Regions from separate parts of the Mus musculus genome. Here regions 2 and 3 are each linked to region 1. The links are chromatin contacts, called in public promoter capture Hi-C maps. All regions are on one chromosome and are shown on one strand. The core of a region is the stretch at or near the end of the contact, and the rest is flanking DNA. Distances in the headings are between cores, read along the strand shown. Region 1 holds the start of Tnpo3 (transportin 3). Region 2 holds the start of Mkln1 (muskelin 1, intracellular mediator containing kelch motifs). Region 3 holds the start of 4930412F09Rik (a long non-coding RNA gene).

What was found. Promoter capture Hi-C pulls out the DNA fragments that hold promoters and counts their contacts.
Region 2: a promoter capture Hi-C map of liver shows a contact between it and region 1, with 3 times the contacts expected there. The contact joins the promoter of Mkln1 here to the promoter of Tnpo3 in region 1. A contact is called at or near these places in 2 of 39 promoter capture datasets (liver and pre-B cells).
Region 3: a promoter capture Hi-C map of pre-B cells shows a contact between it and region 1, with 6 times the contacts expected there. The contact joins the promoter of 4930412F09Rik here to the promoter of Tnpo3 in region 1. A contact is called at or near these places in 4 of 39 promoter capture datasets (liver, neutrophils and pre-B cells) and 2 of 9 other capture datasets (adipose tissue and liver).

What each region holds. Positions count from the first base shown.
Region 1 is chr6:29,608,238-29,611,834 of GRCm38.p6, reverse strand. It overlaps Tnpo3 (transportin 3), which reads left to right and starts at 1,986. Exons shown (of 23, transcript NM_177296.5): 1 at 1,986-2,469. The coding sequence starts at 2,350.
Region 2 is chr6:31,397,073-31,400,669 of GRCm38.p6, reverse strand. Mkln1 (muskelin 1, intracellular mediator containing kelch motifs) reads right to left here and starts at 1,842. Exons shown (of 18, transcript NM_013791.2): 1 at 1,716-1,842. The coding sequence starts at 1,813. Mkln1os (muskelin 1, intracellular mediator containing kelch motifs, opposite strand) reads left to right here and starts at 1,897. Exons shown (of 3, transcript NR_040300.1): 1 at 1,897-2,055.
Region 3 is chr6:30,902,006-30,905,602 of GRCm38.p6, reverse strand. It overlaps 4930412F09Rik (a long non-coding RNA gene), which reads right to left and starts at 2,041. Exons shown (of 4, transcript XR_868928.3): 1 at 1,920-2,041. Tsga13 (testis specific gene A13) reads left to right here. Exons shown (of 8, transcript NM_054073.2): 6 at 3,208-3,350.

The DNA of each region.
Region 1 (3,597 bases), core at 737-3,236:
ATTGCCTGATCCAAAGTCATAACTGTATACCTGTTTTCATCCAAGAGTTTTATAGTATTAACTTTTTTGCTTGTCTTTGTTTTTTGTTTGTTTGCTTGCTTGCTTTTGAGACAGGGTTTCTCTGTAAAGCCTTGACTGTCCTGGAAGTCACTCTGTAGACCAGGCTGACTTCATTCTGCATATAAGCTCTGCCTGCCTCTGTTTCCTAAGTACTGGGATTAAATGCATGTTTCACCCTTCACCCCACAACCTCCAGGGCTCCCAGCTCAAATTCCAGCTTTCATTTAAGAATTCTTGTGGTTGCCAGGCAGTGATTGTGCACACCTTTAATCCCAGCACTTGGGAGGCAGAGGTAGGCAGATTTCTGAGTTCAAGGCCACCTTGGTCTACAGAGTGTGTCCCAGGACAGCCAGGGCTACACAGAGAAACCTTGTCTCGAAAAACCACAAAAAAAAAAAAAAAAAAAAGAATTCTTGTGACTAGTTGGGCAGTGGAGGTACATGCCTTTAATCCCAGAACCCAGAAGGCAGAGTTTCTGGACAACCAGAACCACACAAAGAACCCCAGGCTGGCCTCAAATATGCAGCAACCCTCCTGTCTCTGCCTCCCAAGTGCTGGGATTATAAATATGGTCCAGCATGAACAGCTTTAAATTCTCATCTTTTAAAATGAGGTTTAGGAGCTGGAGAGTTGACACACTCACTGATCTTGTAGAGAACCCACACTCAATTCTCAGGATCTATATAGCAGCTCACACGGTAACTCCTCCAGGACCAAGTTGCACATGCATAAATATGTAGGCAAAACACTCATACACATAAAAATAAGTCTTTAAAACTATTTCATTAGAGCTGGGCGTGGTGGCGCACGCCTTTAATCCCAGCACTCGGGAGGCAGAGGCAGTCGGATTTCTGAGTTCGAGGCCAGCCTGGTCTACAGAGTGAGTTCCAGAACAGCCAGGGCCCTCTACACAGAGAAACCCTGTCTCGAAACAAACAAACAAACAAACAAACAAATAAGCAAACCAAAACTATTTCATTAAAAAAGGACTTATTTTGGAAGGTTGTTAATCTTTCACTACATTACATTACATTACACATGGTCAGCCTTCATTAGATACTAACAGTTATTTTTAGTGAAGCAGCAATATTGGGAAACTGGCATGTTAACTGAGGATTGCTAGACAGTTGATTTTGTTTGTCATTTATTTATTTATTTGTTAATTATTTTCTGAGACAAGGTCTCTTTGTGTATTCCTGGCTGTCCAGGAACTTGCTCTGTAGACTAGGCTGGTCCAAACTCAAGAGTTAGGCCTGCCTCTGACTCCAGAGTGCTGGGATTAAACCTGTCTGCCATCACCGCTTGGCTGTTTTTTTTTTTTTTTTTTTTGGTTTTTTTTTTTAAAGAGACAGAGTTCCACGTATTAGAGGCTGGTCTTGAATTCCTCCTGATGGTGTTGTGGCTAACTTCCAAGAGCTGAGATTACAGGCTCTCTTCCTTTCTTTCTTTCTCTCTCTCTCTCTCTCTTTCTTTCTTTTTTTTTTTTTTTTTGAGACAGGGTTTCTCTGTGTAGCCCTGGCTGTTCTGGAACTCTGTAGACCAGGCTGGCCTCGAACTCAAAAATCCGCCTGCCTCTGCCTCCCGAGTGCTGGGATTAAAGGCGTGCGCCACCACGCCCGGCTGAACTGATGTTTCTTAAACACTCCTTGGAGACGGGTGAAGAAGTAGGAACCGGGAGGAAAGACTTTGGATTCCTTGCTGACGAGATAAGATTTGGTCAGGAACGTTAAGAGTAGCCAGACTTGAAGCTCAAATAAAGACTTACGCACCTAGGAGACTGACTACCTTGTGCCTACTTCCCCTTGGTTCTCCTAGTCCGGCAGGGTCACTTCCGGGAGGAGGCGGGGGAAACAAGAGGAGGCGTGCCGGGAAGGAGGCAGTTTGTGGTGCACCAGGCGGAAGTGTGCCAAAGTCTACGGACGGCCACTTCCGGCCCGGGGAAGCCCTGCTTCGGCTCGCTGCGTGGTTCGTGTCATGCGGAGGTAGGCCTCTGCGAGCAAGGCGGGAGGTGCAGAAGCCAGAACCCGTGTCCGGACTCGAGAGTCTGCGATTCTGGCGGGAAGACAAGACAAAAAGGAGGCAGGAACCTGAAAGCGACCTCTCCGCTGTTTCCGAGGGGGCAACTTCCACGAGGAACCCCCCTTCCCTGGTAACGGCCAGAAAGGAGGAGATGGCGCCAGTCAGGGAGCGGCTGTGGCCGAGACAGTGAGGACGCTTGAAGGCAGAGCAAGCGGAAGCCTAGGGAGGAGTATCGGGCTCTTTGCTGTCATCGCCGCCGCTCCCGCCAGCATGGAGGGAGCCAAGCCAACCTTGCAGCTCGTGTACCAGGCGGTGCAAGCGCTTTACCACGACCCGGATCCCAGCGGAAAGGAGCGCGCCTCGTTTTGGCTTGGGGAGCTGCAGCGTTCGGTGAGGTTCGGGGAGAGTCCGTTCTGAGCCGCGCGGGACCAGGGCCGAGTGGGATGGGATGGTTCTCCGCTTGAGTGGAGCGCTTGGCAGTGGGAGATCCTCTTTCCGAAGGAGCTGGTGCCGCGGGGTGGGGCTGAGCAGCCACAGATGTGCTGCCTTTCGGAAACCAGTGGCAACTGATTGGTCACGAACGGGCCCTTTCCCTCGTCTGTGGAATCCGTTTTGTAGTTCTGTACGTCTCGCTTGTGGTCTGGCTCTCCTTTAAGTGCTTTTGGTACACCTTCCGTATTCAAGAGTTGCATCTGGCAATACCTTCCCTTTGGCAGCCTTACTCACCCCTCAGTGTCCCTTGCCGATTTTCATTCGTGTTATTCTCGAAATTTCTCAGGCTTCTAGATTCGTGTTCGTACAAATTTTCTCCTCTCATTGGAGTGCAACGTAATATAAAGAAAAATTAGTTATGGTTTCAGGAAATCTTTGTAGTTCTTTTGTTTTATATCAGATTCCTACTGTATTTCTTCTGCCTGTACGTTTTTATTTGTAAGATGGCTATCATAGCTATATTAATTAGTCCATATTTTTGTGAGCATGTGGTGGAGTGTGTGTTGTATCTATCGTATTTCCACATGTTAAATTTTTGGGCTCATGTTTTTTCATTTTTTGACTCACACTTTGTATTTTCTTCCATGATTTTTCACACTCACCTTTGCTATGTTTTTATTTTTTATGAATTTTAATAGCTTGTGATTTTGCTGACAGTGTTTAGGTTTTAGTCTATGAACTGTGAAATTCTTTGAAAACTAAGGAGCCTCTTAACAGACTAAGTACCTACTTTCTTTTTCTTTTCCTTGTGTTTGGTGCTGGGGATCCAGTCCTGCCTACATCTCTAGCTCTCTCTCTCTCTCTTCACCCTTTATTCATTATTTCATTTTATACTCACAAACATGAAATGCTTGCTCTCCCTTTTCTGTTTAACTCATAACTGATGTTTAATGGTGCTGTATCTTCTTAAATAAGCCCCTAGGTTGCAAGTACATAATTAAAAAAAAATATTTGCCACTTTAACTCTGATGGTTGCATGTAAATGTGACACTCAAGTTCTTGTTTATATTGTGGGAAGACAAATAA
Region 2 (3,597 bases), core at 593-3,092, 1.8 Mb before region 1:
GCTAACCTAAGTTCAGAACCAAGAATTTTACAACTAAGGCAGACACACACCAGCCTGCCTAACAAAGTTCTCAAACCCAAGCTTCCTAATGCTCATCTGCACTCCTTCACTCCGGACTGCTTAACTCTAAAGGGCTTTAAAATTAAAACTATACTATATGTTTGAAATGTCTTTGTGGTTAAACAAGATACACTAAGTGCAAGTACTAAGTGCAAATAAACTGTTTTCTCTGTGGCCTTAAGGAAGCTATAGCAATGGCTTCTTCCAGCTGCAGTCCAACTGGAACAGCAGGTGCTGTCCCCACTCCAAACTGGAGGCTGACTAAAACCACTATCCCACCAGATCAAGACTCCTTTTAGAAATGCCTCTCTCCTTAACATGCCCATACAACAGGTAATGCAACTGGGATTTGGGCTATCCCAGTCTCATGCCTACACCAGAAGGTAAAGCGATGGCAGACAACCTAAAGTGTAAGTTATCTAACCAAAGACCTGGGGGTGGAAAAAGTCATTCGAGGTAGTTAGTGACACACCACCAACTCTCTAACCTAGACACAAAAAAAAATGTTATCTTCAGATTCAAAGGAGTCAGTCAAAACAAACAACCTTAAAAAGGCCTCCAAAACAAACAACCACACACACACCTCCAAAAGAAAAAACTACCAAAAAAAAACAAAAACAAAAAACAAAAAAACAGAGGTTTACAGAATGAACAGCCACAAGTCCACTTCAAATGAAGGTCGGTGCTTATCCAGCTCACCCTCAAATTAAAAGCTGGGTTCCAATATCAATCAGAGATGTGGCCATGTACCAGCTATCAACAGGCCACAACCGGCCAGATCAGACCACAGGTCAGCCTTCATTGGGCGGGAGCTACAAGGCTTCAGTGCCAACCCTTGACCTGGTGACTAGGAGGAGGGCAGGTGGGCAGTCCGCGGAGGCTGACTCTTCACCCGCAGCTTCAACTTCCAGAGTCCTGACCGACTGGACTCGAGAAATCCAATCTGAACAAACGGGAGGAATTTTAAAAATACGAATGGAACACACTCCCTGTTCAGGACACTCCGGAGATGTAGCAATTTTATTCGAATAGCAACGGAAAACTGCACCCGTTCCTCGTTGTGTTCCTAAGGCCATTTCTGCTGACTTGGTGGTGCCCTCGGGCAAGCCGCACGCCCCCAGACCTGCCCTCCTTCCCTATCTTTTTCAGAACTTCCAGCCCCCCCCCCCGTCCAAAAAAAGCCAAGACACCCCTCTGCCAGTCCTCCAAGTTCTCGCCAGGGTGCGGATGGACTCCCCAACTTCTCTCGCCACTCGTGCAGAGCTAAGCACTTTTACTGCGGGCTCAGGAACTCCGGCGCTGTCCGAGCCGTCCGGGAAGGACCGGGCCCCCGTCGTCGCCCTGACCACCTCCGACGGCGGGGGAGGCTCGCCCGCGGCCCGGGCCCGGAGCCCCGCTCCGCTCCGCCTCACCTCCCGCTGCGCAAGCCCGCCTCGCCGCCGCCACCCGGAGCTCGCTCCCGGGCCCTCAGCCCGGCCTCGGCCCGCCAGGCCGGAGCACTCGGCCGCCGCACTGAGAAGCTCCGGAGGCCGCGCGTTCCCCGTCACAGGCCCCGCCTGGGCCTCTCTCGGCTCCGCTCCCCACACCGCACGCTCTGGCGGGCCGCGCTCTCACCGAGCGGCTCCGACAGCTCGAGCGCGGGGCCCCGCACTTACTCGGGAAGGTAGGTGGAGGAGAAGGAGCTCCACTTATGCAGCGCGTAGGGCAGAAGCCGGCACTCCGGCGCCACAGCAACAGCCCCGCCAGCCGCCATCTTGTCAGCACCGTAGCGGCCACCACCGAGCGCCAGCCCCGCCAGGAGGAGGGCGGGGACGGGGCCTGCTCTTAAAGGGGCCGCGCCGGGAACCCGACCGCGCAGGGCCGGCACTGGCTGCTTGGAGGCCGCTTCCTCGGGTTTCCCACGCTGTCCTTTCCTAGCTGACCCTCCCAGGGAGGCTTTCCTTTCCTGTGAGGCTGGCAGAGGAGTGGCACAGAGGACTTTTCATACAAGCTCAGGTAAAGACAAAGCCAAGGACATTTTGAAAAAAAAAAAAAAAAGAAAGAAACGTCTCCTAGAATAGGAAGGGAAAATTCGATGAGCTTGGGAAGGGAATATCTTTCCATCTTTCCTACTTTGGAAACCACTGCTCTAGCCTGTTTATAAATCCTCTCCGGAAACAGAGGTGAGGAGAATTGAAGTGCAATAATAACGTATGGCCTTTGTCTCTGCAGTTGACCTGGGGTAAAAATGTCCTTGTCACCGTGTTCAAGGGTCAGGTGGAGGCAAGATAAAGGAACAGCTAGTGTGTTCTGCTATCAGTCTGTAAACATTTCTTGTCGGCCTCTCTTACTAATATTCTGATGGCATCGTTGTACCCAGAAATGACATTCGCCCACATACCAGGAAGATGCTCAGAGTTGGAAAGTTGTGTGCCATCATTTGTCTCCGGCATTAAATCTGCTTGCTTTGAATTTTAACATAAATTTAGCCCAAATGTTTGGAAAGAGAGAGATGTTTGAGAAAAGATCGCGTCTTCTTCAGAAGGAATAATGAGTACACCCCACCCACCTCCAACATACATACTGTTCATGAAGCCTGACAGCAGGCATCATTCCAGCTTTTTATCACAAAAGGAACATCTGGCCTAAATAGGTGGCAAAGTTAGATAATGCTCCTGTCTAGTACCTGTTTGTCAGGGTTATAAATATGCCCTTGCTTACCTAGCGGCATCACCCAAAATCGTGTCACTCCCTGCCTAAGAGGTTGGACTCCTGGAAGTTTGGATTGCATCATTGTGTCAACCAGAGGATATTAAAAACTCAAGCAAAGAGTATCTCAATAAATGATCCAATAGTTTTACTCTTTTTGATTATGATCGTTAACCGGCCCATCAAATCTCTCCAATTCTTTATTGGCTTCGTTTCCATTGGTGAAATTTTAGCAGTAGCCTCTACTATGATACCACTAGCAATGTCAGCTAGACCACAAGTATACTCAGTGTTTAAGACTTTGTTGGGAATGAGTATGAGCCCTGAGGTAATGACCCCTGAGGTATTGACCCCTGAGGTAATGACCCCTGAGGTAATGACCCCTGAGGTAATGCTCTAACCCCACTGACTTCAGTTAGATAACTGCCTACCATGGAGGAAGTTAGTTACAGAGAAATTATCTTGGAGGGAAAGATTGTCTTCTAAAAGGGAGAAGATAAGATGGGGATTCACTCCAGTTAGAGGACCCACAATTTGCTAATTCCTCTTCTTTTTGGATCTTAGTAAGTCATTGTTGTTGTTGTTGTTATTGTTGTTGTTGTTTTTCTTCCAGGCAGAGAATTGTATAGTTCCTGATCAACTATATAATGTGAAAAACAGATATAAACCAATTCTTCTTATTGAGATTGTAATTCAATTACAGTATTTCTCCCATCCCTTTCCTTCCTCCAAACCTTCTATATAGCTGTCCCTACTATTCAAATTTATGGCCCCTTTTTCATTAATTGTTATTGCATATATGTACTTGTATATAAATATTTATTCTCCAGTATAACCGGTTGAGTCCGT
Region 3 (3,597 bases), core at 792-3,291, 1.3 Mb before region 1:
ATAGATTGTATCTCTCTGTATGTATGTATATATGTTTGTTGTTTGTTGCAAAAGGGCAAAGGGGCTACAGAAGTTTCAGAGTTTGAGAAGAAGGAGGGAGGGAGGGCGGGAGGGGGAAAGAGGAGAGTGGAGGAGGAAGAAGAGACAGGAAGAACACAGAAGGGACTTGTTAGTGATGTGGTATGCTTAAGACAAGATGGCAATTCTCTACTCGTGCCACCTTGGCTTCTAAATAACGTCCAGTTCCTGCTTATTTTATTTGCTTTTAAATGTTAATAAAAAACAAAAGGAGAAAAAAAAGTCTTTATTTTCTGTGAGGAGATGTAAGATGATATATTATTTTAGCTAGCCCATATAAAAGACACAAAATCCTGGTATTGTACTTCCCAGCCACATATCCCTTGTTAGATGTGATGGGCCAGAAGCACATGCCCAAAGTGAAATGGACCCTGAGGACAGACTGACGGAGAGGAAATGGCCCAGGCGAGACTCAAACAAGTCCCAAGGGACACATGGCTAAGAAGTAAGTTAGAATGACTCAAACTCTGCCCAATCTAGGTTTACAGCCGGCAAATAAAATACCAGGATTTTATGTCTTTTGTACAGGTTAGGTCAAATAATATAAGTCACTTTACAACGAGAGAGAGAAAGAGAGAGAGAGAGAGAGAGAGAGGGAGAGAGAGAGAGGCGTGTGGAGGTTGGGGGGACAACCTGCTGGGGTCAGCTCTCTCCTTCCATCATGTAGGCCCTGGGGATAGAACTCAGATCATCAGGCAACAAGCCCCTTTTTCTACCTTTACTACAGAGCCATCTCGACACCCCTTTTGTTTTGTTTGTTTGTTTGTTTGTTTGTTTGTTTGTTTGTTGTCCCCAGACCCAGTTCTGCTAAGGTTTCTGCTGTTTTTAATGGCAGGGTCATTAGCTACATGCTAGTGCTTTGGTTGTGCTATTTCATTAAGTCACCTATTAAATAATTGGCGTAAGGTTCTATATCTTCAGACTAAAACAGCTCAAAGAGAAGGAATTCAGAACGGAAATGCAATCGTCCAGTGGTGATACCAAGTATTTTTTAAAAAGATTTTCGAGTCAGGAAAGTAAAAGCTTAATATGTCAATTGATAGCTTGGTCATCAGTTCAACAAACATTTCTCTTCTCCTATGTGCCAGATCCTATGAAGGACTGAGGATATATCAGTGAATATTCTAAAGTCTTTACTTTACTGAAGTGTAAGTCTAATGATTTAAACTCTCTATGCAGACTGCAAAGAAGCAACCATGCAGATCGTTTATAATGTGACAGGTGCTTTGGAAAAAAAAATCAGAAAGGGGAAATAGAATGTGAGTGGGAGGTTTAGATAGTGTAATTTAGGGAGGTGCTCAGCAGAGGTTATGGCTATTCAATAGACATTTCAAAGGAGTCAGGGGACGTATCATGTGATTGCTGCTCCCAGCATCCTGGGTCTCATTTTACATAGCCTCCCGTTAGGAAAACATTACTTGTAACTTTCTCTAGTAAGATAAATCACAAGAAGAAGGCAATTCAAACTGAGTCAGGTGACAAATAGTTTAAAATATTGACACTGTGTATCTCAGGGAAAACAGAACCTAGGTGGAACCTGGTGGGTTTTTTTTTTTTTTTTAATTGAGTGTGCTGTGTAAGAGGCACTGGCTTCATTCTGCTGGAACTATTTTGGAAAAAAAGCTACAAGGAGACATGTGTTAGCTGATTAAAGATGAAGCTTGTTCTTAGCATCGTTGCCATTATGATTAGTGTGTGTGTTCCATGGAGAAGGCAGAGCAGGCACGGAGGTATTAGAATGTGTGCAAGTCAGAAGACAGTTTTGTGGAATTAGTTTTAGGTTTGGAACTCACGTTTCCAGCCTTGGACAGCAATCACCTTTACCTGCTGAGCCAGCTTACCTGTCTTTTAGGTTGGTGTTGCTTTGTTTTTAGGTATAAGACAACTGGATCACTTGACAGGAAAATTCTGGATGGGATGTGAGAGCCAGGGGGCCAGTCAGACTGGATGACTTTTAAGAGTCTGAAAGCTTTTGATTATGTGACCTTTAGGAATGGTAAAATTATGACATCATAAAACCGTTCATTCTATGGCCTTTCCATAGCAGAAAAAAAAAAGAAAGAAAGAAAGAAAGAAAGAAAGAAAGAAAGAAAGAAAGAAAGAAAGAGAGAGAGAGAAAGAACATAGCAGATAAGGCAGCTGTCTCCAAGAAAGGAAGGAAGGTAGAGTTCCATGGGTTGGCTTCCCGATTTACCCCTAAATATTTGGTCTTCCGAGCAAGTCACAGATTGGGTCTGTTGTAAGTGTGCTGTGTCAGAGACAGACAGGCACACCTGTGTCTTTACCTAATGTCAGAATTCATTAAGTAACCATAAACTCACAAACCACTTTGCTTGCTTTGGTTGGCTGCAATTTGCCAAGCAGTCTTGTATTCCCTTGATAGCTGGCTGCTGGCAAACACAGATTGTTTTATTACAATCTTAACTACTAATAAAAACTCTCAACTTTGTGCACATTGTGTGTCACGTGGTGACTCCATCCACCCATCCATCCATCTACCCACCCACAAATGTGAAGATTTCGGAATGGCTAGAAAAGGATCTAGAAGCTTCAGAGTTTGAGAAGTTTGGAGAGACCTTATCGGAGTGTTGTACCCTTCAGTTTTAGGAGTAAGTTATTTGTCAGTCTGCTTCAGGGTTGGTGCTCAACAGAAGGTGGTTTCTACATGGGCTACAAAATACAGAATCCTCCTTCTCCACACTTGCTCTTAAAATGCAGCTTAAAGCTCCTTTGTTAAATGGTGTCACCCAAGGAAAGAACAGCTAAAAAGTCACCATTTTACACAATATGGAGTAACTCAGAGCAGGGCACAGCTTTTCTGCCATAAACTCTTCCAAACCCAGGAACAACTTCTGCCATTAATTTTCAGGAGCCCATGGCTAAGGAGTCCAGTCAGTTACTCCGGAAACTGACCCAGTTTGGGGAAAGGTACCTGAGGATAAAATGGGTCTCTCCCCACTTCCTCTCTTTGTGGTCTTTGTGATTTCTTTTTCTCTGGTAGGTTGGGTTTGCCATTTTAACTTTTCACATTCCATTGTGATTTAGGCCAGGAACTCAGCTCCATTTTTCAACTTCTAGAGACTCAGTTTCCTTTCCCTTTCATGCTTTTTTTTTTTTTTCCATCCTCAGGAAACTCTCCATCGGTGCAAACCCAACAAGAATGACTTCTTTCCCACAATGTCTCAGAAAAAGAAGTTAAAACCAGAGCTGAAGCCAGTCTTCCCTATGAAACGGCTAGATGATCCTACCTTCAAGGGACAACAATGGTTTAGGTGAAGTGCTAGCTCTTATCGGGCCTGTTGTTTTCTGTTCTCTCCCTTGTGTATATTGCTGAATAATTTAGCAAGCACAAATAGAAGCTCAGGGAGACTTGGGATAAGGTTAGTTGGAAGAGAATGTGCTGGAGAAGTTTCCCCATGCAGTGTGGTTGTAAAGATGTCAGAACACATAAGACGTCCTTTGTGTTCCATGACATAAGTTTTGTCCTTAGCAGTAGGGCCTCACCATCAGGTATGGGAG